Regions from separate parts of the Mus musculus genome. Here all the other regions are linked to region 1. Evidence: chromatin contacts called from public HiChIP or PLAC-seq and Micro-C data. All regions are on one chromosome and are shown on one strand. Each heading gives the region's core, a stretch centred on a gene start, on an enhancer-like site or on the middle of the called end of the contact. The rest is flanking DNA. Distances are from core to core; before and after follow the strand shown.

What was found. A called contact is a pair of places that touch in the nucleus more often than the background predicts. HiChIP or PLAC-seq counts read pairs in DNA pulled down with a chosen protein or histone mark.
Region 2: a contact with region 1 is called in an H3K4me3 HiChIP or PLAC-seq map of forebrain, with 3 times the contacts expected there. The contact joins the enhancer-like site here to the promoter of Tppp in region 1. A contact is called at or near these places in 1 of 39 promoter capture datasets (hippocampal neurons), 5 of 115 datasets of contacts at active chromatin or transcription factors (bone marrow-derived macrophages, double positive thymocytes, embryonic stem cells and 1 more) and 2 of 9 other capture datasets (adipose tissue and liver).
Region 3: a contact with region 1 is called in a Micro-C map of embryonic stem cells, with 4 times the contacts expected there. The contact joins the promoter of Slc12a7 here to the promoter of Tppp in region 1. A contact is called at or near these places in 2 of 39 promoter capture datasets (the C10 cell line and maxillary cranial neural crest), 4 of 484 Hi-C or Micro-C datasets (LSK cells and embryonic stem cells) and 2 of 115 datasets of contacts at active chromatin or transcription factors (embryonic stem cells and pancreatic cancer cells).

What each region holds. Positions count from the first base shown.
Region 1 is chr13:74,007,510-74,011,022 of GRCm38.p6, reverse strand. It overlaps Tppp (tubulin polymerization promoting protein), which reads right to left and starts at 1,604. Exons shown (of 4, transcript NM_182839.2): 1 at 1,514-1,604. Gm15912 (predicted gene 15912) reads left to right here and starts at 1,669. Exons shown (of 3, transcript NR_168519.1): 1 at 1,669-1,947; 2 at 2,029-2,204; 3 at 2,559-2,894.
Region 2 is chr13:74,165,481-74,168,968 of GRCm38.p6, reverse strand. It overlaps Slc9a3 (solute carrier family 9 (sodium/hydrogen exchanger), member 3), which reads right to left. Exons shown (of 16, transcript NM_001081060.2): 16 at 1-3,158. The coding sequence ends at 2,905. Among named protein-coding and RNA genes, the nearest start is that of Exoc3, 41 kb to the left of the region's middle. Within about 2 kb of position 2,033, at least 167 of the 459 cell types and tissues checked have an H3K27ac peak or open chromatin away from gene starts, as enhancers often do. A contact at or near this core is called in adipose tissue, bone marrow-derived macrophages, forebrain and 2 more, where this site is marked.
Region 3 is chr13:73,761,898-73,765,504 of GRCm38.p6, reverse strand. Slc12a7 (solute carrier family 12, member 7) reads right to left here and starts at 1,808. Exons shown (of 24, transcript NM_011390.2): 1 at 1,615-1,808. The coding sequence starts at 1,738.

The DNA.
Region 1 (3,513 bases), core at 355-2,854:
CAACTCTTCCTTTCAGGAGGAAGTGGTAAGCTCCATTCTCCTGCATGGGGGGTCTCTGGGCACACAGCCTTCCTGGGCGAGGGAGATGGGATGGACAAGGCTGTAAGGTTCCCTTCCCTGGCAAAACTGAAATCACACCTCCTACAGGCTCCTCCTTCAGTCGTGCACTATAAATAGGACAGCAGGCCCTGCTGAGGAAGCTGGGTCTCATCCTCCCTGAAGCTCAGCAGAGCTGTCTGCAGGGCCCCATTCTGCAGACTTCTCCCAAGCCTCCACCCCTCATGTCTGGTTTCAGTGTTCTTAAACGGAATTTTCTAATGCTTATAAAAATTTCCAAAACCTTAGATGATAGTTAAAATAGCCATGTACCACAACCTCAAGAAATGGAGAAGGCGGACCCAAGGAGCACCAAGAGGAAAACGTGCAGCTGCGCAGGTCGCCCTCACTTCACCATCGGTTAAGACAGGGATTCTCAAAGCTGTCTATTCAAATACGCCACTTGAATAGGGCACCTTTTCTAATGGCGAGTCCCGGTGGTAATCAGGAGCTTTTCTGAATAGAGGAGTCCTTTAGAGACGCTCAGATTGTGCCCCTCCCCCTCGCCAGTCCTTCAGGGTCACGTGACGGGAGAGGGGCTGGCACGCGAGCAGAAACAGCAGCCGGCCGCCAGAGAATCCAGCTAAAGACAAGCAGGGTTTCGCGCCCCCCACCCAACTCTCCCCCGCTCCCCCAAACACACACAACATTGCTCCAGTCGTGGAGAGCTCGCGCCGCCTAAGAAAGCCACCTACACGGCCAAGGGAGCCCAGATACGCAAGTGGGCTCTGGGCCGAACGCCTCCATTCGCCCCAGGACACGCACAGGACCAATCACCAGGACACAGCCTGTCCAAAGCTGCGCCACAAAGGGTACTACTCGTCTTCCTCACCTAGTTCAAGGCCTCGTTTACATAACCGAAACCGCCGAGCAAGGGTCGAGTCCTCCCTCTCCTTCGCGCAAACGTGGGCATTCAACATGCGACCCTGACAAAACCCTCGCCATCTCGAATGAGAGATGCAGGCTCGAAAGGAGGGTGACATAGAGAACTGGCGCTGTCACCTGCAGGACGCAACGCGCGCTCAGGATTCTGGACCCATGAACCCCCGGCAGCTCCAGCTCCGGTATGCACAGCTCCGGGCGGTGGCTTCTCTTTACCCCGTTTTCCACCAGGTTCCACGAGCAGCGACCCGGGTCGCTGGCACGAGGCCTGGCACCTTGGTCTGGTGGGGAGCCGTGGGGTGTTTTCTGTCCACCGTATCAAGTGCCGACGCAATGCGCCTGGCTCAGTGTAAACGCATACCCATTCTTGACACCACTGCTCTGAGATCTCAAAGGAACTAGTTGCTTCAGCAACTAGACCTGATCTAGCCACTGCAGAGAGTGACAGGTGGCCAGCCTCACGGACCGGAGGGGTCCCGAGCCTTGGCCCCAGAACCGCGCCTCGGACCACGGACAGCGCCCAGCGCAAGCTTACCTCCAAAACGCGTCCACTGCTGCGCCTCAGCGACTAGACGCGCGCCCAGGGGCGCCGAGCTCTCAGAGCTGTCCGCCGGGCCCCGCCCTCCGGCACCGCCCACATGCCCCTCCTCCTCCCGCTCCGCCTAGGCGCGCACTAAGGCCCCTCCCAGCAGGAGCGCAGCGCACTGACACCCGAGGCAGCCACTGCCTTACAAGGCTGCCACAGGCACAGCCAGCCTATGGACGCCGCTCGACCCAGGGTGCGGTCGCTGTGGAGCTGTGGAGCGTGGGAACCGGGCTGAGGTTGGGGAAGAGCGACTAGGGCACACCTGGCCCTGGGGCCCCGGGCGTGCGGCCAGTCGCAAGTAGGGAAGCTGAGGCTGGTGGCGCAGTCGCAGACTACACTGCGCACAACCCGTTGCTGATCCCTACCTGCCTGGAGAGCTTGATGTGCGTGGTGAGATGCTGGCCACTCGGGTTACCTGCACGAAAAGGATCCTTAGAGTCTCTGCTGATTTTCCTTCCTTCTAGGGACGCTTGCCACGGGATCTCCACCCCGCTGACTCTGTGGTGAGGTCAGGGTCGCACTGGTGGCTCTGAAGAAGATTATGGGGTTAGCAAGGAGGCAATGGGGCTGGAAGATTTGGTTCAATAGACTCTTCAGTCCTCCAGGTTCTGTCTCAGACTCTAACCAAGTCACCCACTGAGTAAGTGTGTGTGTGTGTGTGTGTGTGTGTGTGTGTGTGTGTGTGAGTGAGTGTGTGTTGGGGAATTTTCTGAGTGTCTGACAAATTAACTCATGCTTGAGGAAACCTTGTTTTGAAACTTCAGAAATGGGGCCCACCTGAGCACTTGGAGCAAATTACCCCTCCCCATGGTAGTCTCTGACCCTCAGATCCCCCGGACTCTCTGCTTTCTTCGGCTACTCAAAAATGACTAAAAAGTTACTTCTAATTCTTGCTCTCCCGAGAATTCCCACTCACCATGGAAGCCATGTGAGTTCAGGACTGTGGGACTATAAGGAATGGAGAACCAGACCCAGACTCTCTCCTTTTTTATAGGGTCTTGGCTTGGCCACTTGCCTTATGTCCCACAAAGCCCCAAGTCCTGCTGTGATGGTTTGTATATGCTTGGCCCAAGAAGTGGCACTATTTGGAGGTGTGGCCTTGTTGGAGTAGGTGTGACCTGGTTGGAGTAGGTGTGTCACTGTGGGCATGGACTTAAGACCCTCACCCTAGCTGCCTGGAAGTGAGTAGCAGCCTTCAGATGAAGATGTAGAACTCTCAGCTCCTCTTGCACCATGCCTGCCTGGATGCTGCCATGCTCCCACCTTGATGATAATGGACTGAACCTCAGAACCTGTAAACCAACCCCAATTAAATGTGTCCTTTATAAGATTTGCCTTGGTCATGGTGTCTGTTCACAGCAGTAAAACCCTAACTAAGAAACCTCCCATTCTCTGAAAATCAACAATGTAAATGAAGTTCTGAAAGCTGAAATACATGTTTATGTTTCTATTAGCATGTTTCGAAATGGTGACTTTATCGTTAAATTTTATTTTTATTTATTGTGTGTGCATATGCCTGTTTGAAAGTATGTGCGCCATTTGCATGCTGGGTGCCCTCGGAAACCAGATGGGTAAGTTAGATTTCTTAGAGCTGGAATTACAGGTAATTGTGGGATGCCTAATGTGGGTTCTGGGGATTAAATACAGGAAGACTTGTATCAATATAATAAAGTTCTAGAGGCCCGGCTGTTAACAACCATAGTCCAAGATGTCAGCTTGACGGGTTCGGATCATGGCTTCTGACCTGACCCTCCTGCAGCATGACAGCTGCTGAAGTTTCAAGGCTCTTACCTGCGACAATCTGTATAGGAGACCTGCACCAAATCCAATGGATGTGCCTCTGGTGAGCATCCCTCATAGTGACCCAGCAAAACACCTCTGCTGGGGTGATGGTGGCCCTCCAAATTCACTACATTTGGAACCTCAAAATATGACCTTACATGTAAACA
Region 2 (3,488 bases), core at 784-3,283, 160 kb before region 1:
TATGAGATGTGGCCACTGTGTCATTTAAGCACAGGAAGTGGGGTTTTGTGAATGAGGCTTTCTTGTCAAGACTCTGATTCCATATGGCTATGCCCAATGGTGTGGTTCACACGCTCAAAGGACATGGCCTGTGCACAGCTAAAATATGGACAGAGTGTCAAAGAGTTCCACAGATTGATCACCCAGCTGCTAGCTTTGGTATCTCTGGGTACTGGTGCAAGGTGACAGTTGCCGAAGCCTGTCTCATCACATTTGGCTTCTAATTCTGCAGTGGGAATTGGACCCCATGTCCAGCAGATCAGGTGAGGTGTTAAGGCAGTGTCCTGGCACAGGAAGGTATGAGAAACTTGTCTGCAGAGCAGGGGCTGAGAGATGCCTCGCAGAACACCCCTGGTACAGTAGCCAGGTACACCGTGCCTAGGAGGTACTCTAAATGGCAGCTCCAAATAATCTGGTGAAATTCCGGATCCCAGCATTGTATGGTGGCTGGACTTCAGAAATGGACAAATGCTTCAGGGCTGTGGAAGTCAGGTGCTGAGCATCTCCCTGATGGCCGAGTCTGAGCTAGCCAGTCAACAGCATACTGACAGGTTCCGTTGGGGAACGGCACTCTGAAGCACAATGCAGTATGTTGAGCGAACTTGCTTTGTTTTCATTCACTTCTCTCAGCTCTCTTCCTATCCATGAATCAACTGCAGCATTAATATAAGTTGATGGACCTTCCTGGGACTCCTCTGAAGGTGACTGTCAGCCTTGTTCCTGAGACATGGTATTTAGTTTCCTGAGCAGAAACCTGAGTGCTTTGTTTCAGAAGTCTCCAGGAAGTCCTTAAGTCCACCTTTAGACTCATCTCGATCTCCCTTAAGTGATACCCTGTGGTACAGGCCAAGTTTCCAGTGAGTTGGAAGCAAAACTCAGGTGACTCTTCAATACTGGACTTCTGAGGAAAAGTGATAAGGGATGATGGCCCAGCCTCTTACCCCTACAGAGGGCCAATGTTCTAAGGCAGAGTCCCTGAAGATCTGGGGGCAGAACAAATTGCCCAGAGAGTGGGTTCCTACATTCCCCTACTCTTGAGTGATGTAGAGCCCCTCTATGCCCCAGGTCTTCCCTGCCTTTGATTGATACCAGAGAGCTGGCTATAATTTTGACCAAGGTTTCTAGTGAACCACTACTAGCGCCCTAGCTCAGCCTGCCTGGCCATCTGCAGTGTTCCCAACTTAGGCATAGCTCAGGCCAGACACCTTGTTTGTGATGGCAAGGACCAGGCTGGGAGGGGCCAGGCAGGGAAAGTCTGAGCTAGAAGAGCCAAATATTTCTGCAGTTAATCACAAGGTCTAGGGCAGTCTGGAGAACTAACTTGGAAGGGGGTCAGATAGGGCCTCGGGGTGTATATTTCTGGGGATGCATAGGACCTGCTACCTATTTAGAATGAGGTTGATCTGGGCAGTGCCACTTCTACACATCTTAATTTTTGAGACCTTCTTTTGTACCAGCAGTGATTTAAGTCCACCACAAGCCGCTCAGGGATCTTCCTCCTCCTCAGAGTAAGGGTGGCAAACACTAACAAGGGCTCTAGCCTCAGGGTAGGGGTGGGGAGGCAGCACCACAGAGCCCTAGGATCTGAACCAGGGCAAGAAGATGGCAGGAGGCAGTGTGGTATCCTGGGGACACCAGATGGATTCTTCCTAGGGCTAGGCTATGCATTAAGACTCCCAGGGTGCATTGGACCCTAAGAACACTAGCTGGTTGGGGAGGGGCCACTGAAGGAGACCCTCTGAGCTGGGCCCCTGGCCAGGCAGCAATTACAGTGGCGTCTCTTCTTGCTCCAGAGCGTGCAGTGGCAGTTCTATAGAGCCCGGAAGAGAAGCGAGTTTTAGCAGAGCTGGTCGTCGGCGCGGGCGAGGCCTTTGGAATGAGCGCCTACTGTGTACCCGGCGTGCAGCTGCCGACCGAGCATGTGCACTGGGTGGGGCCCGGTGCTCTGGCTCTGTCCCGGGATCACCAGAGGCAAAAGTGACAGTCGAGGTGCGCTCAGATGGGGCGGGGCTTGGGGCGCGTGGGTGGGCGAGCCCTGCGGGGAGCAAAGACTGCTGGGAAGCAGCAGATGGCTGACGAGACAAGCGTCCAGTAAGCGATGTGCCAGAGCCCGTGTCACCTGTGGGAAAACAGGAGTGTGAGTGGCTCTCAGTCCAGATCAACACTGACCTCCAGAAGCCTGTACTCAGTCCAAGATTCCCTTCCCCCTGAGTTTGCTGTTCCTCCATGGCTTGCCCAAAATTAGGTGCCTGACCATGGAAAGGGTACCTCAGGCTCAAGTGCAAAGAAAGACCCCTAACCTTCCACACCAAATGGGGGCATTTTCTGCTGTGCACTACTGCAGAGTTAGGAGGAGTTCCAGCCGGTGTCTCTGAACCTTCCTAGGCAGCTATGCACTGAGCAGATCTGGCTCACTCCCCATATTCTGACACTTTCAAACCCTGCCATTGATAGCAGCCCCCTCCACAAGGGGTAGCAGTGCCACACCCATCCCTGGGTACTACTGCTCTACCCTAAAAACCTATCACAAGCCTCAAGGCACATAAGGCTCTTTCAAAGAGCCAGATCTTTAATTCCAGCACTCAGGAGGCAAAGGCAGCCTGGTTTTCATAGCTAAGTTCCAGCAGCCAGAGCTGCTCAGGGAAACCCTGTCGAAAAGGGTGGAAGCGGGGGCAAGCCGAGAGACAGAAGCAAAGAGCAGGTGGAAGAGCTCTGTGGACAAGCAGGTTCTAAGAAATATACAGCTGGACAGATGACCAAGACAGGGTTTGCAGAGTGAAGACAGCTGCTGCAAAGTCTGAAAAAGTGCAGGTACACCTGACGGCAACAGCTGGGAAGAAAGAACGCGTTAGAGGAGGAAAGCAGTTACATGTGTGTGGACTCGGGGGCAGCCGGTTGGAGCTGTTCCTCGTGGCCATCAGCCTGCAGGAAGGAATCCACGGATTTGTTGCTGAGGCGGAATGGTGTCAGGCGGCGGAAGTTGCTGGGAGAGTTTGGAATCTGAACACGGGCCCTCTGGGAGGGCACCACGGTCTCCCCAGGGGACAGCCAGGGTGGCACCCTGGATAGGATGCTTGGGTCCAGATCCTCATCAGGGGAGAACACGGGATTATCAATTCCTAAGAGAAAGGGCAGCTGGTCAACCTCAAAGAAATACGTGCTCTCAGGGGAACTAGGAGGCTGGGTGGATTGGCTCTGTACTGGGTGACTATGTCAACTTCTCTTGGGGCTACCACCTTCAGGGTAACCTTGACAGTCAAACTTATAAATCTAACCCTCATCCCACACCTTCCCTCCACATTTGAGACCCAAAAATCCTAGACAGTTTCAACAACACCTCCCTTCTCTCAGGTCTGGCCTGTTCTTCCAGATATGCTTGCCATCTGCCCTGGGAAGACATCTAGGTAGAAGAGGTTATACCTCCAAGATTGATACTAAGCCTCCTCAAG
Region 3 (3,607 bases), core at 559-3,058, 250 kb after region 1:
CTTGTCCTCTTGTTAACAGTGCAAATTTCAGGAAGCCAGACAGTCACTTCCCTTCCTAGAAGCTGAATCCTCAGCCCTGACTGGCGTCAGGCACCACTTGAGAGTCCTGATACTGTAGGGAACAAGAAATGAATCAAAAGGAAAATTACCTCTGCCTGAGACACTAATCATATAGGACATCTGCAGAATTGTAGAATTGTCTGTCTCAGGCCACTGGGCACCAGGAAGGGCTTTGGGGGCTCTACTCTGGGGGTCTCTGTGATGCTGCTGACCCTCTTCACACTTCCCTGGCTGATGGACACTGAGTTTGGACTTCTAGATTCTGCCTCCACCTTACAACTGATTTTATGTGTTTAGCCAGGCAGCAGCCCTGAGACATAGAATGCTTTGTCTGTGCAGAGAAAGCTGGACAGTCCAGCATCTCATGGAGAGGGTCACAGAGTGAGACAGGCAGGCTGCGGACCTGGGCTAGGCCACTTCCGGGCCAGCACTCCTAGTCTATGAATGCAGGCTCCTAAAAGTATGGACTAGAGGAAGCGCAGTTTCTACTGCCTGTATTCTGAGCAGCAAAAGCTCTGATGCCATATATAAAAGATCCGTCCATCTCTTGAGGATTGCACCCTCTTTTCCTTCCAGACCCAGAACCTGGAGCCCAAACCTCCAATGTAAAACTTGGGGTAGGTGCAAGGCCAGCTGCAGCTGTAGGTCTGTGCTGGGTCCTCTCACCTATTAGGGCCTATTAGGATCTAGGTCTAGAAGAGAGTTGGAACAGGGAGGAAGCAGTCAGTTCAAGGTGACTTGCCATCAGCAGAGAGGGTGCTGAGAAGTAGGATGGAGAGAGATTCCCAGGCCCATCACCACCCCGTGGAAAGTGAAAGTGCCAGAGAGCTCCGGATCCAAGGAACAAAGAGCAGCAAAGAGAAGCCCGCGCTCAGAGTGCGCAGCCCCCTCCCCAGGCTTACACGGGCCTCTGTCCTTCCTCTAAGATCCCAAGGGAAGTTTGGCTGGTCCAAGGTCAGTGGAGGCAGATCTGGGATCCCAGTCGGATTTATCGGTTGACCACACTGGGCCATCCTGGAGCAAAAGAAAGCTTGCCCAGAGGAAGCTGTCCGTCAGTGAGATCACCCATCCAGGGGTCTGTACCTCCAGCTCTCCCAGGTACCACCTAGACACCTGGGCCTTCCCGTTCCATAGGTACCTCCAGTAGCTCTGCAACTCCTCCCTAGTCCCGTCAGAGTTGCCAAACCAAGTAGTTTCCGGTGCTCCAGCCTCGATGCTCCAGTCAGGCCATGCAGAGAGGTGGGAACCGCGCCCCCAGGGCTGACTGAGTCAGGCCAACAGGGAGATATGCAGCGGGCGCCTCAAGCAAGGAGCAGAGCACTGAATTCAAGAAACTGAACGAACAGGGCCAACAAACCACCAGCCCAAGAATCCTCTCCCGGTCTCGGGTCACTCCTCCGAGCCAGGCAGATACCAGTTGGCCCTTCTGACCCCTTCCCATCGCCCCGCTACGCGCCGCGCGGGCCGCCGCCAACCAACGAGTCAGAGCGGCCCAGCGGCAGCAGAAGGGCCCAGCCTCTGCCTTTGTCCCGTTGCAGGTGCGGCCAAGCTCACCCGGCGTAGGGGAGGTTTGATCCACGCTCTCGGGAGACTCGGGTTCTTCCGTGCGCTCAGCAGCTTCGTCCCCGGCGCCGTCGGCGCGCGCCTCCACCGGCACCACCGTAAAGTTCGTGGGCATGGCTCCGTTAGACTCTGCTGTCCCTCGCAGCCACACGCTGCTCCAGAGCAGCCGCCGGACTCCGGCGTAGGGGCGGGGTCCGCCCGGCCCGCCCTTGCCCGCCACGTGACCTCACCTGCCCGCCCCCACGGCTCGGGAAAAGTTTGCCCGGGGCGGGGTCGGGAGGCTTCCGGAACGACCACGCCCACCAGACGCTCCACCCCTTAAAACTCCGCCCCTGTAGCCACAGTCTCAGGGTTGCCCCGCCAGAGCCCTGTACCCTCAAGGACTCGGTACGCACAAACCCAACCCCTAGAGGCCACCGCTGAATGAACTGCCCACAGATGCAGACCTCCCTCAGCATAAGAGACACCAGTTCCTCCCCGCAGGACCGCGTCCTCCTCCCATTCCTACTCACAACACAGGCTCAGAGCCCTCCCGCCCTCCAAGAGCCTGTCATTCACCACTTCCACAGCTTCAGTTCTTCCATTCTCATTCCAAACTCCCGTGGGGCTCTTCTCCCACCACCCCACAGGTCATGGCTCCTTTCTCTCAGTTTGCAGCTCCTCATCTCCACCAACGCTGGTGATCTGGGCCCAGGCCCTGACCAGGTCAGGCTGCTAACCTAGGCCAGGGAGTAATGGCCAATCAGGGGACGCTGTGCACCCTGGGGTTAAGTAATCCCACCCAAGAAGGTCACTGGGCTCTGGGACAGGCCTAGCCAGCCAAGCCCGAGACTCTTTGTACCTGCTGGCAGGAGTGTTCCACGATCCAACCTGGGGAACCCTTGCAGCCCAAACTTGGAGGGTGGCAGTTCCTCCCTTTGGCTCCAAGGGCAGGTAAATTCCGAAGGTAGTAGTGACAGGAAGATCCGAGCAAAGAGTTCCAGAACACCACATGGTGGAAGTCACAGATCTTCCGGAATTTCAGGACCTTGTGCATTTTCAATGAAAGACTGGTGAAAAACTGGAAACAAATATTCTTCAAGAGAGAATGGAACTAAAATGTTAGGGTATCATACCCAACACATCCTACAAAAAGCCATAGCCCCCAGGTGCAACAAGTCACCCAAAACTGTTTTAGATGGTCAAAGAGAAACACAGGTGATATGCCTAGAGCTGCTCACAACCTGTGGAACAGGGCCAGCCAGGTGGCCTGGCCCAGTTCAATCAGGGACACGGACTGGAAGGCAGCTGCCGGACCAGTGACACCGCTGGGATAGGCTGAGATACGGGAGTTAAAGGGATTTGCATATCCTACCGATGAGAATAAAACATTTTGAAACTAACTCAGAAAAGCCATTTCTGGGAAAGCCCAACTGTACCCAGTATGGCCGGCTTTCTGCCCTCTGCCAGGAAGGAGCTTGGGGGAAACATGGGCCACTCAGGAATGGCCTCTTATACAGTTTCCAGCTCCTATGGGGGATAGGGCACAACTTGCTCAGATCATACTGTCACCCCACCTCCCTCCAGGAGCTATCCATAGCAAATAGGGAAGGGCTATCACCTGTTTCCCCTGCTCAGCTGGACCTTAGGTGGAAATAGTGACCACCTTCTCCTCCTCAGAACACCCTCCAGACTGGCAAACACTTGAAACTTAGGCTCAGTAGGAGAGGGTTCCTACCATTTCAGAGACCCTGGTATCATACCCAACACATCTTACAAAAAGCCATAGCCCCCAGTCACTTTCCCTGCCCTCCCCCTCTATTGTTTTTAAAGACAGGGTCTCATAGCCCAGGTTGGCCTCAAATTTTGATATAGAGCCAAAGATGACTGAATTCTTGATCCTCCTGCCTCTACCTCCCAAGTACTGGGATTACATACATGTACAGACATGCCCAGCTATAGTCCTTTTTACAAATGTGCCTGTCTCTCAGCCCCATTTCTTCTG